2 separate regions of the Capsicum annuum genome follow, and region 1 is linked to region 2. Evidence: chromatin contacts called from public Hi-C data. All regions are on one chromosome and are shown on one strand. The core of a region is the stretch at or near the end of the contact, and the rest is flanking DNA. Distances in the headings are between cores, read along the strand shown.

Region 1 (4,207 bases), core at 1,324-3,823, 250 kb before region 2:
CTAAACCATAGATTAAACAATAATTTCAACATCCAGAACAAATTGTTCCCTAAATTAGCCTACAGGCTATAATCCTATCTAAGTAGGCGTTTCACCATGAAAATTAAAATTTTTCGGAGTTGGAGTTAGAATTGGAGTTGTGTTTGGCCATGTTTTTTTGAAACTTTTTTTTAGACTTTTGGAAAGATACTTAAAAATATAATTTTACACCTCCAATTTTTAAAAACTATCAAAATCACCAACTCAACTAATTTACCTTTAAGATACAATCAAAATGGGAGAGGAGACAATAATATTGCCTTCGTTGTTGGTGTTGCATAAAGAGTCGTAAGAATGGACGGATTAAGGTTCCGTTGTATCACTAGCCGATATTGAGGAAGAAGAAAAAAGATTGAAGTTGCCTTCAATTTTAAGGTCTTTTATCAATGGAAGTAGTAAGAAATGAGCAATGTGGTAGTTAGGCATTCAAATTCAGTTGTTAATGAAATTAATAGGGTATTTTTGTAAAAAGAAAAAAATAAGTCATTTGTAATAATAAATAAAGTTCAAATTGAAGTCGTAAAAAAGTGAATTTTTCCAAAAATAATTTGGAATTGAATTCCCAAGACCAAACACCTTAATTTTCAAAATAATTTTTTGAAAAAAAAAAGTAAAACAAAAATTATGGTCAAACGGTTCCTAAGTTCAAAGTGCTAGTCCAAATAAGTTAAACAACCAATATGAAACTAGCCAATTCATATAGAAAAACCTAGTAGAGGTTGGAATTGAGAAGTAATACTTGCAGTGGCTACAACAAAATATAGTTAACTTTCAGAGAATTCTTGGGGATAATATAATATTTAGTTAAAGATGAAAAGGGAGATCAAACAAGAAAAAGGCATTCACAACGTTCTTGATAGCAGAGTTATCAAAGTGATAATTACATAATCCCTCTGTTTCAATTTCAATTTATTTGACCTATTTCCCTTTTTAATCCATTGGAAAAAATACCCTTTTCACTTTTTAACAACTCTTTAGTTCCTAATTTAAGACTACAAATTAAATAACATGTCTTTAATTTAATAATACAAGAGTCCAAAGTATTTTTTATTAAATTCTGTGCCGGTCAAAACAAGTCAAATACTTCCTCCATTTTATATTAATTAATCATTATTGACTTGATACATACATTAAAAAAAATTAGAGATTTATTTTATCAAATTAATCTTATTAATTATACTTCAAAAATATAAATTTAATTAAATATACTTTATTTAATCATTTAATATTAAGAATAATATTTAAAGAACATCATAAAATCCTACTAATTTCGTCAAATGGATAACTAAATTGAAGTAAATATTTGTAGAACGAAAGAAGCGCCAATTAAAACAAAACGGACGAGTAATTTGTAACAAAAAGAGTATAAGTTATCTTGAAAATGGGGGAAAAGGGAAAGAAAAGAGAACACAGATCAATAAACCCACACAAGAAAGTGAAAGAAAAAGAGAAAGGCCCATAAAAACATAAGAAATTACATAATTTCTTGTTTGCATACCAGTAAGCGGTAGCCATAAAAGGATAGTAATTTAAGTGTAGAGAGGGAGAGAGAGGAATTACATGGAAAAGAAATGTGGGACACAAGAAATGAAGAGCTCAGAAGCATGGCTTTGTCTGTTATTGAAGCTTTCGGAGCATTAACACTCACTCACTGCTTCTCTTAAAAAAATGGTTGCTGTGCGTTTATTTGGGGAAAAAAATGGAGTACTCTACTTTATCTTCACTTTGGATGCTATAGAATTAGATAATTAACAATAAAACCCCTAACATATCTTTCTATTAACATTTTGCTTCCATATTTCATTTTTATGTCATTCTGCCTCCCTTTGGCCTTGTCATTGCACAACAACACTTTTTCCTATAGGTTTAAAGATGGAAATATCTTTTTTTTTTGGGTGAACAAGCGAGGTTTTATTTATAACACAAAAACATTTACAAGCTTTGTTGTGATCCAGTCACAACCGCAATAGTAGAAGCCTTATTTGCATCCTGCATAGGACTAATATAATAACAAACAGAATTTTCACCCGCCTAACTGATAATACTCCGTTGATATCCGCATACAAAATGTCACGAAGTAACTATGGTGGAGTCCAAAACAACGTAGTAGTAGAGGCTATACTAGGTAATCTAGCTAATTCGTCAGCTAACTGGTCCTGCTCTCTGAAAAGGTGGTGCAGCAAGGGACTATCCAGTACGCCCAGGAGGTACCTGCAATCAGATATCAAAGTAGAGTTAGAATCTGCATCAGGATCAAGTAGTTGAACTAGTTGTTGAGAATCTATCCCAATTTCTAGTGGAAAAAGGTTGTTCTGGTGGGCTAGCCGGAGTCCTAGTAACAAGGCGTGGGCTTCTCCTTCCAGAACGTCTGTAGCAGTGCAATTACCATGAAAGCCTAATACCCATTCTTCTTTATAATTTCTGAAGACGCCCCTTAGACCAAATTGGTATTGATTCATAGATGAACCCTCGGCGGCACAGTCAGTATTGAGCATGTAGTTTACTTGTGCAGGAGGTTTACACTTGGTATACATAGTAATGCAGGTTTTTGGGGGGCCATAGGCCCCGCTAAAAACCAGAATTCTTCAGCTATTTGTGAGACATCCTTTAGAGAGGGTGAGAATAGAATGCCTTAAAAAATGAACTTGTTTCGTGCAAGCTAGATACAAAAACTAATATAGATCTTAGCTGGCATGTGTAACAACACCTCTTGGGAGGGTTTTAAACGGAGGTGAATTAGATCGTGTAGCCAAAGGGATGGGTGACTATCTATAGAAACTAGAGTATTTACCTGATTCATGACTCCTAAGCTGGTCCATATCAGTGCAACCTTTGGATAGAGCACGAATAGGTGTGCATTTGTTTCTTCGGTCATTGAATTGCAAAGCCTACACATAGGAGACTCTACAACTTTGATGTGGAAAAGCAAGCTAAATTTAGCCGTTCTTCCATGATTCAAGAGCCACAGAAAATACTTTACTTTAGGAGGAAGCAAAAGCTTCCAAATCCAAGTAAAAGAGATAAGGTTCTCGAACGGTAATGTGCTTGGAGGATATGTGTCGTAAGCACTTTCTATCGCTATCGTGCATGATTTAACAGGAAAGGAGCCCGTGGTAGTTAGGCCCCAAGTTATACGATCACAGGAGCTCGAGAACCTGGGAAGTACACTTGTTGAATTTGGGATGCTGTTGATTCTGGTAATTCGACTGACAATTTAGAGAAATCCCATGTGCCTTCCCTTCTAACATCCGAGATGTGAAAGGACATCGCTTGCCTTTGAAGAGGCCCATGAATTTGGTTACGAATAAGGAAGTTTGGCTTAACCCAAGCATCATTGCAAAAATTAATGAATTGCCTATTGGCAGGTTGCCATCGGAGGCCGACCTGGCAGTGCTTTCAACCAATCATTAGGGCTTTCCAAGTAGTTAAAGACGTAACAGAGGAGGGGTCACGACGAGTATGTTGCAAATATTTATCTTTTAAGAGGCTAGCCAAAAGAGTATTTGAGTGGAAAGCTCACCAAGCCGTGCCCGCTAAAGCTTTATTTTTTATCCGAAGATCTTTAATACCCAACCCCTCGATGTCCTTGGGTTTTGTAAGAGTTGACCATTTAAGGAGATGAATCTTTTTTCTAGCAACGGGGGATCCCCAAAAGAAGTTGCGCTCACAACGCTCTAAGCATTTGGTAATGTATCTCGGGATCTGAAGATACTGCATGAGGTGATTCGGAATGCTGTTAAGGGTGGCTTTGATTAAGGTAGCTCTACCCGCAGGATTTAGGGCGTAAAGTTGTCAATGAGAAATTGATAATCAACTATAAATAATTTGGTATTTGAGATTGGGAAACCCAAGTATTTCCCAAAAATGAGCATTCTAATATATTTAGGAAGCCAGCAACGAGTTTTCTTTTGGTAGCAGGCGTATTATTCGAGAAAAAGATTTTTGATTTTAAGTAGTTAATTTTTTATCCCGAAACTTCTCCAAAGTGAGCCATTATGGTAGGGATTGTGGCCATAGTCTCATCTTTTAACTCTCCACACAGAATAATGTAGTCAGTAAAAAAGAGATGAGAGAGTTGAATTCACCCCGGGGAGAGAGTAATGGGCTTCCATAAAAGGTGATCTACTGCTGTGTCTATACGGCGCGAGAGTCTTTCCATGCACAGGAT
Region 2 (4,584 bases), core at 569-3,068:
CATAATTCAGAAAAGGAATCAACGATTCCTACAAGAAGCAATAGAGATCTCGTGGATCAAACGCCGCAGATTTCTCTACAAATTCAAGATTCAAGATCAAGACCACAAGATTCTGAATTCAAGTATAAGTCAAGATCAAATTCATCAAATCCCTAAATCAAGTTTGAAGCGCTTGAATTTATATTTGAAAAGGCGAATCAGAGATCAAATCTATCAAATCCCTAAATCAAGTTCGAAGCCCTTGAATTTATATTTGAAAAGGGTGAATAAATCAAGTTTAAAACCCTTGAATTTATATTTAAAAAGATGAATCAGAGGATTCATAGAGATTATAACACTTACATATTGAAATAAATAAAAACGATTGTTGCAATACTTTTCTTACCCGATTAATTATTTTTCTCCACTCAAATTTTATTGTACAACAGCATCTATGCTTGAGTCTTGACAGTTACACGTTCCAATAATTTACAACACCAACAAGCAAACTAATAGACATTTTACTGAAACATCAGATTACGCTCAAATTCTTACCATTAAAACCTAGGAGGAACTAGTGTCACCACCGTGGGGCAGAAATGACTACTTGTGGCCTGAGATTGAGCCCTTCTGATAGAGATATTGGACGTCGTGAAATAAATCAGAAACTAATGGAATTATGATCATAGTTTGCACGGCAGAGTGAGTAGCCACCTATACGTCACGAGGAGCTATAAAAGGTCTTGGTGGCATCTGGAGGAGTTCAACATCTCCTTCAAGCATCTCAACAACTTTGTTCATGGCAGGGCGATCAGCAGGCTTCATTTGTATGCACCACAAAGCCACAATCATCATCTTCTTGACAAACCTCCTATCTTCCTCACTCGCGTGCATCTCTATATCATTTCCGTCATTAAATTGGTCGTAAACCCATGTAGGAAAGTAAATTTGGCTCAAATGGTCCTCAAATGGGCTCGTGTTCTTCCTTCTGCCTGCCATTTCCATCAATAACATGCCATAGCTATATACATCGGCTTTGTATGAAACTCCTCCAATATTTGTATAAAACAGCTCTGGAGCCATGTAACCCACTGTCCCTCTTTCTGCAGTTATACTCACAATACTATCATCTGAGGAGTACAGTTTTGCAAGCCCAAAGTCAGATATTTTGGGATTAAAATTTTCGTCAAGAAGAATGTTGTGAGGCTTAATATCAAAATGTAGGATCTGCATGTCGCAGCCCTGATGTAGGTAGTCAATGCCACGAGCCACTCCAAGAGATATGTCGAACATCTGCTTGTAAGTCAAGGAAACAGTTCCTTGTTGCAGAAATATGTACTTATCTAAGGAACCATTGAGCATGAACTCATATACTAAAGCACGTTTGGAGCCCTCAACGCAGAATCCAATGAGCTGCGCAACATTAACATGGTGAATCCTTTCAATAGTGGAAACTTCACCAATAAATTCTTGCCCACTGGTCATAGATTTGTGCATCACCTTTACTGCAACAAAAGGACCACTACGCAGCTTTCCTTTAAAGACAGTTCCATAGGCTCCTTCACCTAGTTTTTCCTTGAATTTATTAGTCATCTTCCTAATCTCAGAGTAGGAGTATTTAATTGTGAAAAGGTTGGTCTGGATTTGCAGGAAGTCTTCAATTGATTGATACATCGATAAGTGTTGTCTTCTCCATTTATACACTACCAACGCAGTCAGGAAAACCAATCCAAAAAGAAACCGCAGTGACAGAAATGAAGCTGCATGGTTTGGAAAAGAAAACAGAAGGGATTGGTAAGAAAACCATATCCGTTTTCCTAGGATAAAGGGGCTTGAGTAAAAGCTTCAAAGCTACTTTTTCCTTTTCAGTATTCAGTGTGTACCAAGAAATGCCTATCCTTGTGGAGTAAGATAAGAACACTCACGTATAACTAAATAACTGTACCATCTGGAAAGAACTGTCAAAACAAGCAAATCACAAAGGAAAAATTACGTTAGAGGAAACAAATTGTATAAAGACTTGAAGAGGGATTATAATCGGAAAGCATGCTTTAACGGTCTCCTTCAAAGGAAGGAATGCTTAAGAGTATTTATATCACTTCAGTATCTCACATACGTACTCCAATAGTAGTGGGTCCAGCCGCTTGCATTGTCCAAATATAGGAATATGAGTAAAATACTGATGCTACATCTTAAACTAAGTTACTGAGAATTGAAACTTGTCATAAAGAGGGTAACTGATAAGCATACAAAGAGAGGATTGAACGCAAAAGCTAACTAAATTTTCTTATAACTTCTAACGACAGACCTCACAGTGAGGTGGATATAGTAACTGAATGAAACTCTACAATATCTTTGACCTGCTTCAATTGTAGATTCAATGCGATAAAGTAAAAGAATGACATCTTAAATTTGAAACTTGAAAGTTTAAATTGCTCGGATGATAGCTAATTGCATCATTCAAGGAGATATTCCCTGTTCTCAAAGCACAATATCCATATAAGTTCAACATTCATTGCCACCAATTTGACTCAGACAAATCACATATTCAACCTCAGATATAGGGATTTTGTTAAAACAGATAATTTGATAAGGTATTACGAGTTGAAAATGTGAAATGAATCTTGACTTACAATGGCGAGAAAAAAACATCTCATCCTTGAAGCGATTGCAACTATAGCCACCACCTTCAGCGAAACAGGTGCCTTCACATTCTCTACACAAGAAGCTATACTTCCAAGAAAGCTCAAATCCATAAGTCAAGGCTGCATGAATGTTCGATAGAGAAGTATTGTCCCCTGAAAGACCATGAGACAAGGACCACGCCACCATTTGAACACTGCGATTCTCAGCCAAATCCGAAATTGACATGTCCTGTCCAATGGTGACATAGCTATGACTTTGTGAAGAATTCGAGGAAGTGGAATTACAGAAGGTAGTCTCCACATAGTGCGAGGAATTTACAGGAGCTAAACAATTGACATGGGAACGTTTCGATCATGATATGCAACAGTTACTGCAGTACCAGACTGCTGATATTGATATTGAGGAGTTAAAACTCTAGCAAATGTTGAGGTGCTTGGAACAGATCTGTTAACGTAATCAGGAAGAGAAGTACAGTTCCTCGTCTGATGCTCCAAACCAGGGTCAATTGCTTTGATCAAGTACTCATGGTAATTGATTTCTAGCACGTAATACTTTTTCGAATTCAGACTTATGACAACACGATTTTTCTGGCAATCAAGCTCATACCCGGGATATCCACAATTCGGGGGATCTGCTTTCAATCTAAAAGGGAACTGAATGTCATGAATATCACACCACAAGAAGAAGAACACTGAGTAATGTTTTGGGCTTTGACAATTGTTGCGCAGATCACAAGAATAGAAATCCAGAGTCGTCTTGCAAACATCATATCTACTAAGCTACCAGTGTGACACTGTCCTATTCATTCCACTGCAATTCATACGAGGTGGCAATATTTGAACATTCAGCATGTACCTTGACGGAAGTTTTTGGATATGAATAAAATGCCAGTTTAATTGAGGGAAAAAAATATGAACCAAATGGATATTGTTTTCTTTCTTGAATCAAAATTTGAACATTCAGCATGGCAAATGTCAACTGTCTAATTATCCAAATGATATTTGATCTGGTCATAACAGAAGGATGAATGATGAAAGTCAGAAGTCAACTCTTTCTAATTAATTGCACAATGTAATGCCTTTTTATTTTAGAATTTAATTCTATTTGCTCTGCACGACATTGAGTGCTTCCAACGGCTTTGTACTCCAAATTACTTACCTGTATACGTCTATGTAGAAAAAAATTAAAATTATTTATAATAAATCCTGGATTTGCATATGTATGCATAATCTATATATATATAATATATGGATGGTTTAATCTAATTATCTTTATATTGTTGTGTCCACAAATTTATAATTACTACGTGTTTATATTTCATTTTTTTCCTTACCCCATCATCACTCTCCTAACCCCACCCCCACTCCCAACCACCCTCCATCCAAAACTGATATTTCAAATTTTTTTTTTACCTCATCCCCTACACCAAAACTCAAATCCTTATTCCCTCCAAAAGAAAATATTTAATTTTAAAAAAGAGATCAAACTTTTTTCTTACCCCCTCCTATCCAACCCTCCCTCCCCAACCCCTACCAACCTCCCCCACCCTCAAAAAAAAAAAAAACTTTTTTTTACAAAACTTTAATGTCTTTCTTACCCCGACCCCCACCCCCACCCCTTCAAAAAAAATTATTTTAAAAAAAGAAATAATTTTGTTTTCTTATCCCACCTCTACCATTTATTTTGACAACCCCAACACCAGCCCCCTCCCCAAAAAATAAAATTAATTTTTTAAAAAAAATTAAAAAAAATTCTTATCCCGCCTTTCTTGTTCTATGCGTTCTCATTGGTTTTGTTATAAAAATATCTAATGCTAACATATATGCTTCACTTCTCCATATTTTCTTTGTGTTCATATCTTATGTATCATTCGTTGAATGATCTTCATGATCAGTTGATCCTGTAAACATAAAAAATAATTTTTGTTATTAAATATAAAAATAAAAATATCATAAAAAC

Evidence for each region. Hi-C and Micro-C count contacts between places; a contact is called where the count stands out from the background.
Region 1: a contact with region 2 is called in a Hi-C map of bud, with 4 times the contacts expected there. The contact joins the promoter of LOC124896827 here to the promoter of LOC107855969 in region 2. A contact is called at or near these places in 4 of 5 Hi-C or Micro-C datasets (bud, leaf and placenta).

The regions. Positions count from the first base shown.
Region 1 is chr3:228,326,371-228,330,577 of UCD10Xv1.1, reverse strand. It overlaps LOC124896827, which reads right to left and starts at 2,573. Exons shown (of 1, transcript XM_047408669.1): 1 at 2,121-2,573. The coding sequence starts at 2,573. The coding sequence ends at 2,121. LOC107855971 (peptidyl-prolyl cis-trans isomerase FKBP20-2, chloroplastic) reads right to left here and starts at 1,760. Exons shown (of 8, transcript XR_007053669.1): 1 at 1,600-1,760.
Region 2 is chr3:228,078,873-228,083,456 of UCD10Xv1.1, reverse strand. It overlaps LOC107855969 (rust resistance kinase Lr10), which reads right to left and starts at 1,818. Exons shown (of 1, transcript XM_047408668.1): 1 at 373-1,818. The coding sequence starts at 1,818. The coding sequence ends at 694. LOC107855959 reads right to left here and starts at 3,616. Exons shown (of 2, transcript XM_047408636.1): 1 at 2,613-3,616; 2 at 1,803-1,937. The coding sequence starts at 2,850. The coding sequence ends at 1,873.